Regions from separate parts of the Mus musculus genome. Here regions 1 and 2 are each linked to region 3. The links are chromatin contacts, called in public Micro-C and promoter capture Hi-C maps. All regions are on one chromosome and are shown on one strand. Each heading gives the region's core, a stretch centred on a gene start, on an enhancer-like site or on the middle of the called end of the contact. The rest is flanking DNA. Distances are from core to core; before and after follow the strand shown.

Evidence for each region. Promoter capture Hi-C pulls out the DNA fragments that hold promoters and counts their contacts. A called contact is a pair of places that touch in the nucleus more often than the background predicts.
Region 1: a contact with region 3 is called in a Micro-C map of muscle stem cells, with 5 times the contacts expected there. The contact joins the enhancer-like site here to the promoter of Aggf1 in region 3. A contact is called at or near these places in 3 of 39 promoter capture datasets (the 3T3-L1 cell line and hippocampal neurons), 1 of 484 Hi-C or Micro-C datasets (muscle stem cells) and 1 of 115 datasets of contacts at active chromatin or transcription factors (embryonic stem cells).
Region 2: a contact with region 3 is called in a promoter capture Hi-C map of hippocampal neurons, with 4 times the contacts expected there. The contact joins the enhancer-like site here to the promoter of Aggf1 in region 3. A contact is called at or near these places in 3 of 39 promoter capture datasets (the 3T3-L1 cell line, cranial neural crest and hippocampal neurons), 1 of 15 datasets of contacts at CTCF or cohesin (the NIH/3T3 cell line) and 2 of 115 datasets of contacts at active chromatin or transcription factors (large pre-B cells and stem cell-derived neural progenitor cells).

Annotation. Positions count from the first base shown.
Region 1 is chr13:95,637,731-95,640,710 of GRCm38.p6, reverse strand. Iqgap2 (IQ motif containing GTPase activating protein 2) reads left to right here. Exons shown (of 36, transcript NM_027711.1): 31 at 2,906-2,980. Among named protein-coding and RNA genes, the nearest start is that of Gm52063, 5.1 kb to the left of the region's middle. Within about 2 kb of position 1,585, at least 67 of the 459 cell types and tissues checked have an H3K27ac peak or open chromatin away from gene starts, as enhancers often do. A contact at or near this core is called in muscle stem cells, where this site is marked.
Region 2 is chr13:95,032,502-95,035,772 of GRCm38.p6, reverse strand. It overlaps Pde8b (phosphodiesterase 8B), which reads left to right. Exons shown (of 22, transcript NM_001374003.1): 18 at 1,387-1,604; 19 at 2,823-2,943. Among named protein-coding and RNA genes, the nearest start is that of Gm41025, 16 kb to the left of the region's middle. Within about 2 kb of position 1,477, at least 65 of the 459 cell types and tissues checked have an H3K27ac peak or open chromatin away from gene starts, as enhancers often do. A contact at or near this core is called in hippocampal neurons, where this site is marked.
Region 3 is chr13:95,373,710-95,376,968 of GRCm38.p6, reverse strand. It overlaps Aggf1 (angiogenic factor with G patch and FHA domains 1), which reads left to right and starts at 1,612. Exons shown (of 14, transcript NM_025630.3): 1 at 1,612-2,123. The coding sequence starts at 1,911.

The DNA.
Region 1 (2,980 bases), core at 336-2,835, 260 kb before region 3:
TGATGCAGGCCGGCAGCTTGCTCTGGCTTCTGCAATGCTAGAACCCCAAGTGTGGTGATCTTTGTCTACCCATTAGGCCTTGGAGCTCTCTGTTGCTCCATCTGTGTTTCAGACAGTGGGCTGTCTTCCAGCAGCCTCTTTGTGCTGAGGTCCTATGACTAACTAGGTCTTTAGACTACTAGCTTCCAGTTGAGGAATGGCATGTTTGGCTATTGCAATTTCAAAAAAAAAAAATTTTTTTTTTAGTAGGATCCACACATAGAGCACACACATAAATGTTCTAAAAGCCACATTCTAGAAAGAATCATATGAAATCATTTCTCATCTTTCCATTTTTTCCAGTGTTTATTTACACATTTAAAATAATGACACATGATGAGTGTTCCTATTTATAGAATGTAGTGTGACATTTTGATACATGGGTGCCATATGCAGTGGTCAGATCAGGGTCACTGACAGGTCCGTCACCACGCTCATATGCCAGTGATTTTTTTTTTTTTTTTTTGGTTGGGAGCAGAATTGTTTAGTAATTGTGTTCTATTTAACTCAATGTATTAAAAACATTTTCATTTCTTATAGAAATGAATGGAAGAGATTGTTAAGGAGGTATTGTGCATCTGTGCTAAGTCTTTAGCTTAGAATGTGTGTCCTGCACTCACATCTGTCTGTCTGGTCCAGCCAGGTTTCAGGGGCTCAGTGGGATGTGATGGCCAGCAGCTGCCATCTTGTGCAACATAGTTCCCATGTGATGGCCAGCAGCTGCCATCTTGTGCAACATAGTTGCCATGGTTACAGGTGTGCTCCTCACCATCTGTCAGACCCCAACACAAAGGGCTGTTTACATGAAGTCTTTCTGTCAAACTGTTTCCCTTTTAAAAATTAAAACAAAACAAAACAAAACAAAAAAACCCTATAAGGATTACATAATTTGCACTGACCCACGCAGCTCATAAATCATAAACAGGAACTGTGAGGGGGTGGGGTGCGGGGAGCTCCAGGTAGCCTTCGATCTGCCCGATCTGCCTGTCCACAATGCCCTGTGCCCTTGAGCACATAGTAGGGAGGGGAAGTTGAGATCCCTGCACTTGAAGCAGGTGCCGGCTTAGATATAGACCGTGAAGGTAGAATTTTGACAATGAATTCCACAGGCCTGACGTCATCTAGAATTCCAAGAACAAAAAACAAAGTTATTTGTGCAATTTGTCCTTCAGCAACTCGTGAGCAAATAGTTTTCAGTCGCGATGGAAGCTGATATAAATGATGTCACGTAATTGTTAATTAGCAGAACGTAGCTGCTAGAACGTTGTTTCAAATAAGAATCACTCAGGGTCGACAGTTTTTTAAAATCATTCAAAGGTTTTGTTTTCAACTCCGTGTTTCTGCCTGAAAGCCAGGCATGGGGGAGCGTGCCTGTAATCCAAACATTTAGGATCTCAAATTTGAGGCCAGCCTGGGCTAGATGCTAAATCTCGGTCTAATTCATTCCTGATGATGATTAGAGGAAGCTGGGGTATGTGTGTGGGAAGGGACATGCAGCTTCCTGAGGCCTGGCCACCTCAGGAACACTGCCTGCCATCTCCCACGGGGCTATAATTAGCTGTGTACCCATGTTTGACTCTCTGGAGTCTTTAGTTGTGCATTCTCAGACAGCCTGAAAATCCCTGGCAGGCAGGGGTCACGGGGCTAGAGGAAATGGCTCTGCAGAGACCCTGGAGAAGGGAGAAGAGGAAGCTGTGTCTGTCAGGCACGCTCACTCTTCTTGTGAAGACGTGGCATAAATAGGAAATGGGAAAGGCCACATTTGCAAATGGCTTACTGGATCTTCTCCCATTTTTAAAATCTCACATTTGGGGTTAACCAGGACTGATTCAGGAGAAAGCCCCCCTTGTGGCTTCGGAATATGACTTATTTTCATTTCCAGTTTCATGCTGCATGAACAGTTCCTGCTGTGGATAAGGAAGAAAGTTATTCTCTCTGACAGCACTGAAATTCAGTAGAGGACCAGGGCTGTGATAAGAGCAAGCAGCAGCTCTGGCCTGTGTGTAGCTCACCAACTACTGCTGATGTTTCTGTCTTCTGGGAGATGAGAGCCTTTTTCAAACAAAATACTTCCCACCATGGCTAACGGTGGTCAAATGAGAACGGTTGCCCTTTTGCATTTTTTTGTCTTGTTGCTGTGTGGCTTCTATAGTATGAAGGTTTGAATTCAGGGCCCTCACACATGTTCTACAGAGATACATCCCCAGCCCCCCCCTTCGATGTAATTACATAAGCCAACCCCTAATTAAAAGGGACAGCCAGTTGCTAAAGAGCACCTATGGAAGAATGAATGGGTCAGCACTTCCAGGGTGGTTTGTCAGCCCTAAACTTGTCTAAAACAGCTCTCCTGTTCTCGGTTCCATGCATGCACATGTGTGCATGCACACGTGGACACACACACACACACACACACACACACACACACACACACACGGCTCTATCTGCCAGTCTCCTATGTCCCTTTGCTGGGCTCACCAAAAGCCTGTAGTTTCCAAGGCTCTCAGGTGACTTCTGCTTCCACTGGCCTTCCCACTGGCCTATACCTTTTCTGATGGAGCAAACGAGGCAGTTTAGTTATGATGTATCCACAGGCTCAGAAGTCAGTTAGGCAGGCCTTCCTATGTCCTTTCCAGCAGCAGGAATCTTATGACATAGTTGTGTGCAGTCCTGAGAGACTAAACTCACTGTCTTAAGCATCTAAAGCCCAGACGCTGCTTATCTGGCATCTGCAGGCTCTTAGGCGTTTTTGCGCAAGAGCACTTTAGGGAATCACGGAAGCGGCTTAATGTATTCCTATGAGAGAAACAGAGTTTTATGTATCCTAACTGCTGTCTGAACATCCGTCTCTTTTGTTCTCCTTTGTAAGGACCAAAAAGCTGATCATCGATGTGACCCGGAACCAGCCAGGGAGCACGCTGACTGAAATCTTAGAGACCCCAGC
Region 2 (3,271 bases), core at 228-2,727, 340 kb after region 3:
CTGCCTGGACTCCTCTCCTTTACTGCATGTTGCCTGCTCTCCTGTTGCTTATCCACAATACTTCAGCAATAAAAATCACTTTCTTAGGAAAGCTGTCATTGGCAATTCTGTAGACCTTTGTTGGCCAGTTTGGTAGTTGTCTTAGGGTTTTACTACTGTGAACAGACACCATGACCAAGGCAAGTCTTACAAGTCTTTTAAGACAACATTTAATTGGGGCTGGTTTACAGGTTCAGGGGATCAGCCCATTATCATCAAGGCAGGAACATGGTAGCATCCAGGCAAGCATGGTGCAGGAGGAGCTGAGAGTTCTACCTCTTCATCTGAAGGCTACTAGTAGAAGACTGACTTGCTAGGACAAAGCCCACACCCACAGTGACATACCCATTCTAACAGAGACACACCTACTCTAACAAGGACACAATTCCCAATAGTGCCACTCCCTAGGACAAGCATATACCAACCATCACAGTAGTCGTTAACCATACACAGCTACTGAATAAAGCTGAGGAGGTCCTCCATCGCACTGGCCATAGGCAAGCGTTCAGGAGCTGTATATAATAGGCTTTGTCTGCATTCCACAGAGGCAGTGCACTCCCATCACCACATGATGGTCAGCGATCAGTGCTGCCCTGCTCTGCCCAGCCCCATGGTTACACTCTCGGGAAGTTGGGACTCTTTTTATCTAATCTCACCCATTAGTATCTATCACTGCTTCATCTCTGGTGCTGTGCACAGTACCTGACGCCTTTAGGCATCTGACATGGAATGAATTCATAATACAGTGTCTTACATAACACCCCATCTGCCAGCTTTCTACTAACTTACTGGCTAAGAAGAATACTTGCTGTCATTTGAGCTCAGCATTAGCATAGTGAAGGTCTGGTGAGTTTCTCTAAGCCTTTGCTGCCTGTGAGCCCAGCCCCTGCATTTCTTGATAAGCTTTCCATCTTGCCTCTGCCTCACTGCCAAGCTCCAGTTACTGTCCCATTCATCCTGTGAGCTAGCTGTGCTATTTACAACTGGCCCTCCAATATGCCTGCAGAAGCTGATGTGTAAGGAATATCTGTGATGCCGGCTACTTTCCATGCATCATGGCAGAGCGTCACAGCATCAATTCAAAAGACCTGCTTGGCTTCTTTGTCAAAGAACCAGCAAACAGACTATAGACAGTTCAGGTGTTGTAGCTTCTGTGTTCTCAAGAGAATACACAGCACAGGACAGTGCCACCGTGTGCCCAAGGCTACCTTTCTGCTAAGACTAGGAGGAAACCGAAAGGAAATTCCAAAGGTTCCAGCCCCAAGCCCTTCTCTCTCCAAGAGACAGAGATGGATGCTGGTGTCTAGAAGCCTGTGAATAATGTTCTGTATCCTCCCCCTCCCCCAGGGAAGCCTGGACCAGCTGGATGAGGTGGCTGCTCTGATTGCTGCCACAGTCCACGACGTGGATCACCCCGGAAGGACCAACTCTTTCCTGTGCAACGCCGGCAGCGAGCTCGCTGTGCTCTACAATGACACTGCAGTCTTGGAGAGTCACCACACAGCCCTGGCCTTCCAGCTCACAGTCAAGGACACCAAGTGCAACATTTTCAAGAATATTGACAGGTTTGGCGTGATTGGGCTCCCGGGGCTAGGTCTGTGAAGCTAAAAATGAAGCTGAGTTTTCTCTGGTTTCTCTGGATAGATGGGAATGAAACAGTGGCTCTTCACTGTATCAGGTTATAAACCAGCTTTGCCCATCTGAACTTTTCAGACTGCCTTTCCTGCTCTAAAAAAAATCTCATTTAGCCTTCAGTAAGTCCATAAAAATAAATGTTTGTTATGCACTGAAAAGCACTGCCTAAATGTTGATGGCCTCACTAACAAGTCTATCAAATATTTTTATCTTCCTCCCTGTGGCTCAAAGACAATGTATAATCCTGCATTTCCAGCTGAGTTTGGGCTAAGCATCCATCCCCATGAGGAGGTCCCAGTGAGGATGCTGGGAATGAGACAGGTTTCCTTCTCACAGAGAGAGATGCTCTCAGAACATCTGCAAACAGCACCGTGATGTGACGTGGTGGAACAATTCTTACCTGCTAACAACTGTGTGGTCAGGCTACGGCTATTTCCTATACCGCACCAGCAAGCTGCTGAGCAGAGTCCTGGGCAAAGGCCTGGTGGTCGCTTGGGCCTCATGACACTGTCTACATGAACTTACCAGTTTAGGCTCTAGAAAAATCTCTATGGTTACAGAGAGCGGTTGTTCTAATTCAGACTTAAGTTCTAGCGTATCAAGCTGGTTTGCTTAGCTCTTCATTCAGTCTCTTAGAGTTAGTACATGATAGGGGTTTTCTGATAACCTTGAGCTGTTGTTCCAACCACTGCAAACATCAGACATTTACAGGTTACAGGATTATGTGAAAGGAAAATCTCCCTCAGCACCATCGGAAGAGATTGGCAGTTCTCTCCAGTAGGAACCGGTCTACACAGGGCACAGTCAAACCTCAGCAGACTGCCACTTTGTTTCTGTCCCTTCCACTTCCTTGTTCCAGTGTTTTCACAGGAAGGGATGGAAACTACCATTCGAAACAGTTGCTTGTCACATGATGTGCACTTTCATTTCTCTTAGCATGGCTGTGCAGAAGAGTCAGCTGTCACTGGAGAACGTGGAGTGGCATCAACATGGGCTTACTGGGGGGCGGGGGCTGAGCGGATGGAGTCTAGGATTAGCAGTCACTTGACTCTGACCCCTTCTGTCCTGGGCTGTGGGGAGGCAGAGCATCAGGGCACTTCTGACTTGGGCATGGTGTGAGCAGGGAACTTTGTCCTCTTATTATTTAGGAACCACTATCGAACGCTGCGCCAGGCTATTATCGACATGGTTTTGGCTACAGAGATGACAAAACACTTCGAGCACGTGAACAAATTCGTGAACAGCATCAACAAGCCACTGGCAGCTGAGGTAAGGGCTCCTACGTAATGAGCGAGTGCAGTGTGCTTCTGGGAGAGCAGAGGTGAGCGAGCCTGTGTAGTGAGATACTGGCGCGTGTCTCTCCCAGAGCCTGCTCTGGCACCGAAGCATTTTCTGCCTCTCCAGCGTGAGGTGATTATCAGCCTGGAGCTGGGGAAGGAGAGGAGGCTGGCAGCTGCCCACTGCAATCCCTCAGGCAGGCCCTGAGACACAGTGCTAGACGGAGGAGCCCCGGTGAGCAGGATGAATAGGGTGTGGCAGGAAGACCTATTCATTTTCACTTCTGTTCCTGGACTCATAGGATCTCAAAGCTAGGGAA
Region 3 (3,259 bases), core at 363-2,862:
TTAACATGTCCGGGCCAGGCAGTGACTTGGCAAAAAACTTTACTGCATATGTACACATTGGTTGTTTGCCCAAAACTTATGCGTGGTAGCCAGCAGTAGCCAGTGCCACCTGGCAACGGCACATGTGGCTTCCCACATGTTTATGTGTGTTTTGGTACTGGGTATCAAACCTAGGGTCTCACTTATGTTAACACAAGCTTTACTACTGAGCTAAACCCAAGCCTAACTCTTTGTTTCTTACTAAGATTGTTGCTATTCTTCAGGACAGCATATTGCTATGTTGCCTAGGCCAGACAAGAACCCAGGATCCTCCTGCCTCAGCTTTTCTTGCTCTGCAGCTCTGGCAGGCCAGGGACTTGCTCTGCCACAGGCTGTCAGTTCACCTGCCTCTGTCTTCTGAGTACTTGAATCACAGGCTTGTATCACCACATGTGACTCTGTACTTTTGAGTAAAGATTTTATTTAACCTTTGTAGCCGAACACTGGAAAAATTCACAAAATGAAAATAAATACTTCTCTTCAGTCTTTTAAAAAGCCCCATCGTATATATTCACTGTACACAGTACTGTGTCGCATAAGGGCATTTTCATACTTTTTTTACATTAAGTATATTCTTTCCTTTACCTTGGCCTCATTTCTCCCCCTTACTAATCTCTTCTCTTCCCCTACACAGTTGCTGTTACTCTCATGTCATAAAAATAATTATCTTTATCCTTATCTATTTATGCTATTAGCAGATCAGATAATATAGATAAATGATTTTATAAATCTATACAAAACCTAGGAACCATGTGTAAGAGAAAACACATGGTATTTGCTTTTCTGGAACTGGCTTAATTCCGTATCTCCAGATATATCTATTTGTAAATATAAACCATTTTGCTACAAATAACTTAATTTTATTTTAATTTATCGTTTAAAAATACATTGCGTATATATGCCATATCTTCCTTAATTCACAACACTGTTGTTAGTCACCTTGTCGGGTTTTGTAACTTAGCTATTATAATTAATATGCCAAGTCTCTCTGTGATATGTTGACTGGGAGTCAGGAGTGGCTTTGCTGGGTCACATACTGACTATGTATAAAAGTAAGGTTTTTTTATTCATATTTTTTTTTTTTTTAAAAAAAAGGCATCCTACAGAACCATCGCGATTATATGGTTGTTTTATGGTAACAGACTAAAGGAGAGCTCATAAGTAGTCCTCCAGTAACAGGAACGGGACAGATGATAGTGATGGTCTTGCAAAGCTATGTAAAGGACATGCTCTTAACAAAGCTATGTCGTGTGAATCCCTTTAGTCTGGGAAGAGAATTCAATGTTAAAGTTCCCATTATAAGGCGAACTTACAAAGTGCACTTCTAAGAATACTTGTACATTGGAAGAACCCTCGATTTTGAATGGGGAAACATTTCACCAATCGGACTCAAACTCCTACACTACAATACAAGGGAAACAATCGGAAGTAAAAACACAGGCCGTTGTTTGGGCACATAAACACCAATTTGTACCCAGCTCCTAGCCCCGTGTACCAGCGCGATCAGACCCTTCTAGCTTTCCGTCGCTTCCTTTTTCCGTCTTGGCTCCGCCCTCCTCCGGCTTAGCGTTTCCGGCTCAGCCCGGAACTAGAGGCTTCCGCTGGGTTCGCTTTAGTTCTCCCGTCCGCTGGCTTCCCGGAGACTGTCACCGGGCGGGTGTCCGCGCGGCCCGGGTAGAGTCGGCTTCGTCCCCAAGCTCGCAGTCCCGGCCGCCGTCTTCGGGGGCGACATGGCCGGGGCCCGCTGCGGTCGTCCGAGCGTGAGGCCGCCCCTCGCAGCCCGCGCGCTCCAGTGGCCCCTGGGCCAGTGGGCCCCGGTGTCGTCCTAAGCAGCCCGGTCCGCGCCCCGCGGGCTCGGCGCTCACGGCCGCATGGCCTCCGAGGCGCCCTCGCCGCCTTCGCCTTCTCCGCCGCCGCCCGCCTCTCCGGAGCCGGAGCTGGCGCAGCTCAGGCGGAAGGTGGAGAAGTTGGAGCGCGAGCTGCGGAGCTGCCGGAGGCAGGTGCGGGAGGTGGAGAAGCTGCTGCAGCACACGGAGCGACTCTACCGCAACGCCGAGAGCGACAACCAGGAGCTCCGCACGCAGGTACGCGGCTGCCGGGGCCAGACCTGCTCCACGGACCCTGGGAAGTCATGACAGCCCAGAGCTGGTCAAAATCCCAAAGACCTGTGGAGCCAGTTGGCCAGTGCCAGCCAATTGGTTTGGGCAGTTGTCTCAGGGCAGGCGAGAATGAACTTCAGCATGGGCTACATGGTCTTGATCGTCTGTCCTACTGGCAATGGGCGCATTTATTTGGGGGGGGGGGTCACGTTTAAGAGTTTTTTGTTATTTGTTTTGTTTGGTTGAGTTTTTAATTCTTATTTTGGTTGATACGAAATCTCCATTTGGGGCCTTGAACTTGCTGTGTAACAGAGGATGACCTTGAAGTTCAACTTTTGATCCATGTCAACACTTCCCAAGTGCTGAGGTTGTGGGCTTGCATTTTTCTCCACCGCCCCCCCCCTTCGCCCCCCAAACACACACATTTGGGATTCAATTGAGAATCTACGCAGGTCAGCCTGGCTTAGGTCTTAAAATGCAGCCCAAGTTTGACTCAAACTCAGACTCCCTCCTAGGCTGGGATTTCAGGCATGAGCCAACACCCACCCATCCCCTTTTGAGAACTTAGAATGCCATTTCCTACCTCGTGTTTCCCTGCTGTTTATAAAGTCAGGGTGATAATAGTGTACAGCAGTGACGTTTAAAAGCAGGAACATAGTTTAGTTTTACACTCTTGAACATACTCCATGTGTAAGGTGACCTCAGTTATCCTCTTGGGTTCACTTGTAGGAAGGTACATCCGCCTTTCTTACAGATACTAGAAATGTGTTTCATTTTCATAATCTGTAGTGAGGCAGATGCTTGACAGTGATGCTTAAAAAACAATACAGTTTTACCTTGTTCATTGAACAGTTGCATATTATCCTAACAAGTTATTTCCAGATACTTAATTTTAACCTAATGTTTTCTCCATAATTTAGTGTCTTATAAAACTACATCTCTAGTCTAGATACTGAAACGTCATCAGACTTTGTCATCCTGTTCTTTATATAGTGTGTATAATGTCTGGGTGGTGTATTTATGCCTGTATGCATGTAGAGGCCAGAGAGTGACAGCAGGTGTCCTCTGTCATTTTATCTTATTCCTTTGACAGATTGTCTTCCTTAACCACGACCTGACAT